Regions from separate parts of the Sus scrofa genome. Here region 1 is linked to region 2. The links are chromatin contacts, called in public HiChIP or PLAC-seq maps. All regions are on one chromosome and are shown on one strand. The core of a region is the stretch at or near the end of the contact, and the rest is flanking DNA. Distances in the headings are between cores, read along the strand shown. Region 1 overlaps RGL1 (ral guanine nucleotide dissociation stimulator-like 1). Region 2 overlaps RGL1 (ral guanine nucleotide dissociation stimulator-like 1).

Region 1 (4,373 bases), core at 1,724-4,223, 100 kb after region 2:
ATTAAAAAAAATCTCTTTCAAGGAGTTCCCGTTGTGGCTCAGTGGTTAACGAATCTGACTAGGAACCACGGGGTTGCGAGTTCGATCCCTGGCCTCACTCAGTGGGTGAAGGATCCGGCGTTGCCATGAGCTGGGGTGTAGGTCGCAGACCCAGCTTGGATCTGGCATTGCTGTGGCTGCAGTGTAGGCTGGCAGCTATAGCTCTGATTAGACCCCTAGCCTGGGAACCTCCATATGCTGCAGGTGCGGCCCTAGAAAAGACAAAAAAAAAAAAAATCTCTTTCATGGAGGTTAGCACTAGTGGCCTTAAACCAGGCCTTGAATGGTCCTTAAGTATTCTCCAAATGGTGTCGAGGTCCCCCAGCCATGTAACACCCACTGCCCGAGTTCGTGGACTGCAGGTCCATTTGGTCCAGCGCAGAGGCCGTGAGCCCCTGAGCCTCCACTGACAGATGGTTTTGCTGCGCTTGCTCCTCAGGGCGTGATGCAGGGGACCGTGCCCTACCTGGGCACCTTCCTGACGGACCTCACCATGCTGGACACCGCCCTCCAGGACTACATCGAGGTGAGTGCTGGCCGCCGGGGCGGGGGGACCCGCAGCCCTCTCCTGAGTTACCCCAGAGAGAAAAGCACGTGTGCCAGTGTGTGGCGGCCTCTTTGTGACCGTGGCATTGTGCTGGGTGCTGTGAGGAATACAGGGATGAGTAACGCCCGCAGTGGCTCACAATCCAGTGGAAGGTGTAGACGGAAGCAGGCAGTGACGGATGGAGATAGTAAGAATTCAAGCACAAATGCGGTGAGAGTAGAGGGGCTCCACATTGGGGGGGGGGTCATGGCAGGGCCTTACAAAGGAGCGGGTTTGAGCGGGGCCGTGATTTTGGGTGGGACTTTGGCAGGTGGAGCTGAGGGAAAGATAAGCCGTAACAGTCTACCTGCCGGGGGAGGGGGTCAGTCAGATCCATAGGGTCTAAATATCCCTTTTTTGTTTCATATCCCCCCACCCCCCACCGGCCTGCCTCTTCCCCATCCCTCTCCCTCTCTCTCCTTCTGAGAATTGGAAAAGGAGTAAAACCTAATAAAATAAACTGCTTGTCAGTGACAATCGAATATTATTACATGGAGAAAGGATTTGGTATTTGCGATGCAGTGTGAGGATTTTTTTTGTATGTTTAAATTTATCTCACCTTCCTGGTTATCACACGATCACATGCAGTCCACCCGCTTTTTACTGTATCAGGATTAGAAGGAGTAGCAGTTATTTTGCATGGACCCACCTCCACGGTCGTCCTCAGGGCTGTGGACCTGCTCGCTCTTGGAGAGAGGCTCTCTGCCTCTTCACATCCTCTGTCCCAGCTTATCTCAGGAAACACTCCTAAGTGTTGGGGAATTTGTGGGGCGTGACCACTGATGGAGAAGTTAAATTCAGCCTACCAAGAATAGGAGCTGGCAGGTGGAGAATTGAAACTTAACTCTTGTGATGATGTTATTAGAAACGACTTCCCTTTTGATAAACCATTGACAATTTGGTTTCTAGTAATGAGTCAATGGCCATTTGTTTTGTTGCTTTTGGTCAAGAAAAAAAAAAAAGTGTAACAGAACATTTACTCAAGTTTTTGCCTTGACTAGCTCTGCAAATGTGTTTGGATTCTGTGTTAGAAATCCTTCATCATTATTTACTATTTTAGTTGGTTTCAGACGTTCTAAGAGAAGCCTGTCTGCCTATCCTGTGCTATTATCATTAAAAGACTATTTTTCTTAAGCAAATGATGCATCTCTTCCTCCACAGTAGCATAATTATGGTGTCGCTAATAATTGTGACTTTAGGAGTTCCCGTCGTGGCTCAGTGGTTAACGAATCCGACTAGGAACCATGAGGTTGTGGGTTCTGATCCCTGGCCTTGCTCAGTGGGTTAAGGATCCGGCGTTGTTGTGAGCTGTGGTGCAGGTTGCAGACGCGGCTCGGATCTCGAGTTGCTGTGGCTCTGGTGTAGGCCGGCAGAAAAAAAAGGCAAAAGAAAAGGCAGAAAGACCAAAATAATAATAATAATTGTGACTTTATTATCCCTTTGAGCTATTTTAATAAGACCTAGCACAAATAGGCCTGTGTTTCAAAGTAGCATGGTTTGTCACTCTTTTTAATTTTTTTTTTTTTTCAGGGTGGACTGATAAACTTTGAGAAGAGGAGAAGGGTGAGTAGGGGTCTCGCCTGCGGTTTTCCATTTTACTTTATTTGGGGATGAAAGAAATTAAAAGAAATGGAGACTTCAGTTTTTAATAGAGGCAAAAAAAAAAAAAAAAAGGGAATTAGCATTTACTGAACTAAAATTTATCTTATATTGTCCTGCGTGGCATCGTCCCATGTGTTACTGCCCGAGAGCCCTGTGAGGTAGGTTTTATCATCCTCAATTCAAAGATGAAGGAGCCAGGATTCAGAGAGAGGAAGTAACTTGCCCAGCGTCACCTGCCAGCACAGCCGGGGTTCAGATCGGTCCTGCCCCCGTGTCATGTGGTAGTTCCTGGGCCAGGGATGGAGGCCAGGCTGCAGCAGTGACAACGCCAGGTCCTTAACCTGTGGCTCCACAAGAGAACTCCCACGTGTCTGTCTTGACCCCCTCACCATCTCTTTCTTTGCAATCCGCTTCCGCAGTAACGGGTTCATTCTGTGGAGGAGAAAGGGTTTTGGAAGCGTTTCTGAGCTAGAAGCATTGGTGAAGGTGGCCTGGTGGAGAGAGGACAGGAAACGGTCTGCATTGTTACATGCGGCTAATGATTCTCGGCCTCTCCTGTGGAGCATTCAGCATGAATTCGCATTTTTCTGTGGAGAGTAAAGCATTTCTGCACCGCCCTAAATAAAACAGAGCTTTGAAAATTCACTGTGGTTTTAGTGTCGAAATGGTGGATTTAAATAATTCAGAGGAAACGGAGTGAGCAAAATAATAACGTCACTCCAGAGCATTGTCCTTGTTCTTTAGTTACTCATTCATTCTTTGAGCGCACGAATGCTGACTGCAGACCTGACATGGGTCAGGCATTGTGATACGTTTGGGCGTTGCAGCAGAAAAAAATCCAGAGCTCCCTGCCCTCACCAAGTTCATAATCAAGGAAGAAGGTAGACACACAGGCAGTTATAATATAGCCCTGATAAGGGCTCATGAGTGGAAACAGTGGATATTATGGGAGCACATGTGTGGGGCATTTATCCCCAACTCGTGGGGTCAGAGCAGCTTCCAGGAGGAAATGACATTGCAGTTAGAACCAAAGTTTCAGGAACTAACCAGGCTGAACTCCTAAGTAACAAGATATGCTACCCTGGACGATTGTAAGTCCTCTGTCCCTGGCAGCGTAGGATGGCACGCGTTCCTGGGGGATACTGAGGCCAAGGGTTGAGGTCACTGGATGGGAAGTTGACACCTATGGAGTCTGCCAGTCGTTGGGCTCCTTCGGTCGTGGAATCATAAATTCCGCTGTTGCCTCCACGGTACCCGTCTCTGTCCTTTAACTAGAGAATGGCCCCTCGGGGTAATCTTTTTCCTTTGAAGACCAGCATGTTAGACTTTGGGAAAGGTTTTTTTTTTTTTTTTTTTTTTTTTTTGTCTTTTGTCTTTTTTGTTGTTGTTGTTGTTGTTGCTATTTCTTGGGCCGCTCCCGCGGCATATGGAGGTTCCCAGGCTAGGGGTTGAATCGGAGCTGTAGCCACCGGCCTACGCCAGAGCCACAGCAACGCGGGATCCGAGCCGCGTCTGCAACCTACACCACAGCTCACGGCAACGCCGGATCGTTAACCCACTGAGCAAGGGCAGGGACCGAACCCGCAACCTCATGGTTCCTAGTCGGATTCGTTAACCACTGCGCCACGACGGGAACTCCAGACTTTGGGAAAGTTTAAGTGTAAAATCTAAAGCTCAAGCTTACAGTCATTGCTGCCTTACAGAAATCTTTTTTGAAACATCTAAAGAAGTATAAATAATTTTGGACATAATTATACACTTGCTTCTCTTGTGAGCTTAAAAGATGGAGTGAAATGATTTACTGGAGCAGTAAAAACCCAAGGATTCAGGAAATCTAAACATTCGAGTTTACGAGGCCCTGGGCTGTTTAGATATTCAACCCTCTAGCAAAACGGATTTATTGAGGGGTATGGGTTGAAGAAGATGGGGGGTGGGGAAGCCGGGCGCTTCCTGACTTAATTTCTCCCTTTAGCTTTTAGGAAATAGAATTTTTCAGTACATGTTAGAAGGACTCAGCCTTAAACAACAACAACAAAAAACCAAAAAAACCCCAAAAAACCCACATAACTTTTCTGTCCCAAGAGTGAAAATGGAAAAGAGAAATAAAGAAGCCACTCTGACCTAAGGTAGTACCTATTTTGAGCTG
Region 2 (4,680 bases), core at 188-2,687:
CTGAATTGGTCCTGAGGTTGTGACTCTGAGATGTCACATGGTTTTTTAAATCTTTGTTTTCCTCATCTGTGAAATGGAGATAACCCCTGTTTTTCTTTCTGCCTGTGCGTTTTGTAAGGATCTTATGAGTTTATGTAAAAGTACATTTTGATACAGAAACTGTCATACAAGTACAAGGATATCGTTACTGTTTTTTAATCCTAAGGCTTTTTCTTTCTTTCTCTCTTCACCCCCAAAGTGCTTGATTGTCACAGGGTCTATTCATTAGTCCTGCCTTTCTTCCTTTTCCCCAGAAGAAATCTTTTCTTTCTTTTTTTCCTCCCCCATTTGCTTATTAGCTAATGATACCTTCATTTTCAGCAAGAAGTAGTATTTCCTCTGCCACGACCGTGGTCTTTACTGGTATTCTAGGTGCTTTGAAAATGCAGACAAGGCTTCTTGCTATGGACTAGATGTGGGAACAGATACCCCACGCTCAGGATTCTAAAGGCAAATGCTGAAAGTATCTTGCATATGAAAAGTTGGTACTTTATCATTCTCTCTCCAGTGTGATTTTGTCTGGTTTTGCGATAAGGACTGTTAATTCTCTTTGATTCTTCCTTTCTTACACATGATCTTAGCCAAAAGGCCGAGAAGCGATGAGACTCCCTTTCTTTAGGGGACTTTTCATTTGTTGCAGAGAAGGATAGTGAAGTTAACGTGCCAGGGAGTGGAAAGTGCTTCCAGCCTTTCAGAACTGCTGGAAAATCAACACTTGGTTTGAGGCCAAATCCTGATACAGGACTTGAACTCATGACCTAATGCCAGAGGCAAAACATTGCCAGCCGACCCACACTGACCCTCATACGATGTAGGCATTTAAAATACTTCCTTTGAGTAGTCCTCTTGTTTCTGTCTGGGTGCTTTTTCTCGTCTTCAGCCTTTTCTTCCAGCATTCCTGACTTTTCTGTTAGAAGTACAATTTTCGTTTTCAGATCTATTTTACTCACTGTGTTTCCATTTGCTTGTTACAGTTGCTTCCTTCTTGCTTTCCATTTCTCCTGTGTAAGTTCCTTGTTTTGTTCCTGTTCCTTCCTGTCCTTCTTCTGGATTAAAAATAGTCTTCAGGGTCTCTGGCTTTTTGCCCACGAACTTATCCTTCCTTCTATTTATACAGCAACCTCCCCCCCCCCTCGCCGCTCCCACCACCAAAACATCTTCAGATCCTTTCCTGTGCTCTCAAGGTACTTAGACGCCTGAGTCCATCCTCTGTTATTTACCCCTGTTCTCAGCTGACTTATGAGGCTAACTGACCCTTGTACTCAGAGCTGTAATTGAAAATTTAATCTCTTGTACATAGATGCTGAGTACGGGATTTGCTCACATGACATGTTACTGACAGACCCTGAATTCTGTCTGCATGTGCTGACTCTGTGTGTGGTACAGAAGGAGAAGGGATGGTGACACACTGGCTCGAGGTGCAAGTGTAGCATTTTTCTATGTGCAGCTGAGCCCCAGGGACTGGCTTTCCTCATCCTGCTGCTGTGGGTACCCTGAGGGACCTGCTGCTGTTTGACTTCCACCAAAGTCTTTCTCAAGGAGCTAAAGTTGGTTAAAGTGTTTCTTCATGAGCATTCTTTGGTTAGAGTTGAAGGATTAGGATATTCTTTCCAAAAATGACTTTCTATCCAATGTTTGACCTACACAATCCACAAACAAGTGTCTGCCTGAGGAATAAAGGCTGGTAAGAACTGAAATGAGTGGACTGAAAAGTGCTGATGGCAGCATCTCTGATTTCAGCCCCCAGCCCTAACCTCGGCTCCCTATTTTGCTAAGGGTTATGGCAGCAGGGGTGACGATACTCTTACATGGTGGCAGGTGAAGTTTTAAAAGTTTTCCTCCCATCTGTCTGTCCGTGCAGCTCCCTATGTGGTTATGTCTCCTTGAAAAGAACTAGTCCTGGTCTTAGTTGAGAACACAGGTTGTGGATTTCATCATCCATAGTGAAGTTCACGTTTATATGCAGCCCAGTCTTCCTCCTGTCACTGCTTATGCTATTGTATTAGCCTACAGTGCTTTTCTGTTCATTGATTGACTGAAAAACTACCTACCTTTCAAGTCCCAGCTCAGATGTCATCTGCACTCTTCTGCTTTTCCTGATTCCCACTTCTGGGATAATTATCCTTTTATCTGGATCTTCTTAGCACTTTACCAAAAGCTCTATTAACAGCACTTAGCACATTGTATCCTTTTTTTTTTTTTTTTTTTAATGTTTCTCTTTGCCCTGTTCCTTTGAAAGCCTCAAGGGCAGGGGACAGGGACCATATTTATTTAATCAGTATTCATATTCCCATTACCATGAACCATGTCCAAACCATAATCAGTAGTCAGTAAATATCATATAAGTTCTTTGACCTAATCTCTGTTCTAAAACATGTCTTCATGACTTTTTTTTTTCCATTTGGTAATATTGTAAATCTCATTTTTAAAAATGAAAATATCGATCTAATTTATCTTTTATGTTTCAACTTGGGAAACAAGAGAAAAAATAAACATGCTGCTTTTGCTTCATTTTTGTCATCATTACTTTTTCTACACATTTCATGATCTTAGGAAAATTGTTTCAACTGTTATGGTGACCTCTGTAGGTAGAATGACATGGTATTTAAAGTTAATCCATAAGCTTTGTGATGCTTTGAGTCATGAGTGAAGGATAGACGTCTGGGAACCTGATTTCTGCCTTGGATTCCAAAGTTATTTTGCTTAGGATTTTCACGTATTTTATTTTATCTCATATCTGAGGGCTCCAATTTACCTCAAGCTTGTATTAACCCGATATGAAACCACTTTGGCTTTGTTCCGTGTGACACGTTTTTGTAAAGGGATCTGACGCCCTCCACGCACATAACCACTAGGGTTATGCATATAGTGATGGCGCTTTTCTTAGATTTTGGGGGCAGGCTTGTTGCGTAGGGCACTTTCTGAGGTGTGCTCCTCTCACCAGAATTTATTGGCAAAAAGGGACTTAAAAAAATAAGTGACAATTTCAGGCCCCATTCATCTCACTATTACTACCTAAACCCATCCCTGTGTCAGAGCAGGTGTTGAATGAATTAGTGGGAGTGAATAACCACCCTTAGTAGGAAACACGGTAGATGGGAAGTTGCGGTGGCCTTCGTTCCAGTCTCAACTGCATCACTAATCACTTTGCTGCCTTGTGGAAATTACTCTCCTTCCAACTCTGAGACTCTATTTGCCATCTGCACCAATGAAAGTGACAAAAAGTGCCAAAAAAAAAAAAAGTATGTAGAGAAAATGAGAAATGTTCTTGTCACCCTCAAATTAATAAAGACCTGTTTTAATCACAGGAAAAAAATAAGTGACAAATTATACTTTATTATATAACATGGTAATATCTGTAGAATATTCGGTTTTTATTAATAAAACTCAGCTCCCTTTGCTCTTTTACCCTTCCTTGAAGTTTCCTCTGTCCTGTGGTCTTACATTTTTTTTTTTTTTTTTTTGCTTTTTAGGGCCACACCCGTGGCATGTGGAGGTTCCCAGGCTAGGGGTTGAATCGGAGCTGCAGACACTGGCCTACACCACAGCCACAGCAAAACGAGATCCAAGCCGTGTCTGCAACCTACACCACAGTTTATGGCAACGGTGGGTCCTTAACCCGCTGGGCAAGGCCAGGGATCGAACCCACAACCTCATGGTTTCTCTTTAGATTTGTTTCTGTTGAGCCACGAAGGGAATTCCCTGTGGTCTTTCATTCTTAACCCTTAAATTTCTACTTGAGGCAAAATGGAGAGCCTGTGCTGGGTGTTTTGGGAAGTCCAGCTGTTGTTTGGTGTTTCCACTCAGACCATCCCAGCATAACTGGCCCTGTCAAGGTCAAGTTTTCTGACTGCTTGTGGTCCTTCTTGCCTTTTGTCCGAGCATGTTATCTTTACTTTCTCTTTGTATAGGGATGCAGTATATTTGCTTTGGAAGTGAAGGAAGAACCTTCTAAAGCAATGCTGTTCTCAAGAGAGCAATGCCACACCATTATCCATATTATTTTCATGAGAAGTGAAAAAACAAAATCACACTTCAACTTTTGCTTTTTATCTTCCAATCTTTGTTCACAGGCACACATTTCAACATAGTTGCAATATGCTCTTTATTCTGTTTTTTAATCAGCAAGATAAATTTTTTTTTCAGAACAGATTCTCTAAAAGCTACTCTCTGGTTTGAATCTTATGTGACATTTGGTATAGTTCTGATGTCATAGACAAAAGAATGCATTTGGACTTTGTGTTTGAGGAGTTTCAGAGTGATTATGCTTATTAGTGGTTAATAAGCCTCATTCCTGTCCTTCCTCCTTGTGAAATCTCCTGTCCTTTATCAGGGCTGTGAGCCTTGGTGAGGAGTTGAGCGTACAGTGCGAGATAGGATGCGTGAGTGAACGTGCAGTGCAGTTCAGCACAAGTGGGTGCCTCTCCTCCCTTCTCCCCGGCACGACTGTGAGTGCTGCTGCTCTGGGGGGCAAAAGACCAGAACCCTCCGGGATGTGGGGTTCAGTATGGCAGATACTAGCCTCCTGTGCCTGTGGAGCACTTGAAGTGTTCTCTACATGCAAAATCCGCACCAGATTTCAAAGATTCAATATGATGAAAATAATGTAAAATAGCTTAGTTATTTTCTACAGTTGTGCCA

Evidence for each region. HiChIP or PLAC-seq counts read pairs in DNA pulled down with a chosen protein or histone mark.
Region 1: an H3K27ac HiChIP or PLAC-seq map of alveolar macrophages shows a contact between it and region 2. The contact joins two enhancer-like sites. A contact is called at or near these places in 2 of 47 Hi-C or Micro-C datasets (liver and retroperitoneal adipose tissue) and 2 of 2 datasets of contacts at active chromatin or transcription factors (alveolar macrophages and skeletal muscle).

The regions. Positions count from the first base shown.
Region 1 is chr9:125,118,123-125,122,495 of Sscrofa11.1, forward strand. It overlaps RGL1 (ral guanine nucleotide dissociation stimulator-like 1), which reads left to right. Exons shown (of 19, transcript XM_003357576.5): 12 at 479-565; 13 at 2,156-2,188. Among named protein-coding and RNA genes, the nearest start is that of COLGALT2, 170 kb to the right of the region's middle. Within about 2 kb of position 2,974, at least 5 of the 83 cell types and tissues checked have an H3K27ac peak or open chromatin away from gene starts, as enhancers often do. A contact at or near this core is called in alveolar macrophages and retroperitoneal adipose tissue, where this site is marked.
Region 2 is chr9:125,018,469-125,023,148 of Sscrofa11.1, forward strand. The region is part of intron 3 of RGL1 (ral guanine nucleotide dissociation stimulator-like 1); the gene reads left to right. Among named protein-coding and RNA genes, the nearest start is that of APOBEC4, 160 kb to the left of the region's middle. Within about 2 kb of position 1,438, at least 24 of the 83 cell types and tissues checked have an H3K27ac peak or open chromatin away from gene starts, as enhancers often do. A contact at or near this core is called in alveolar macrophages and retroperitoneal adipose tissue, where this site is marked.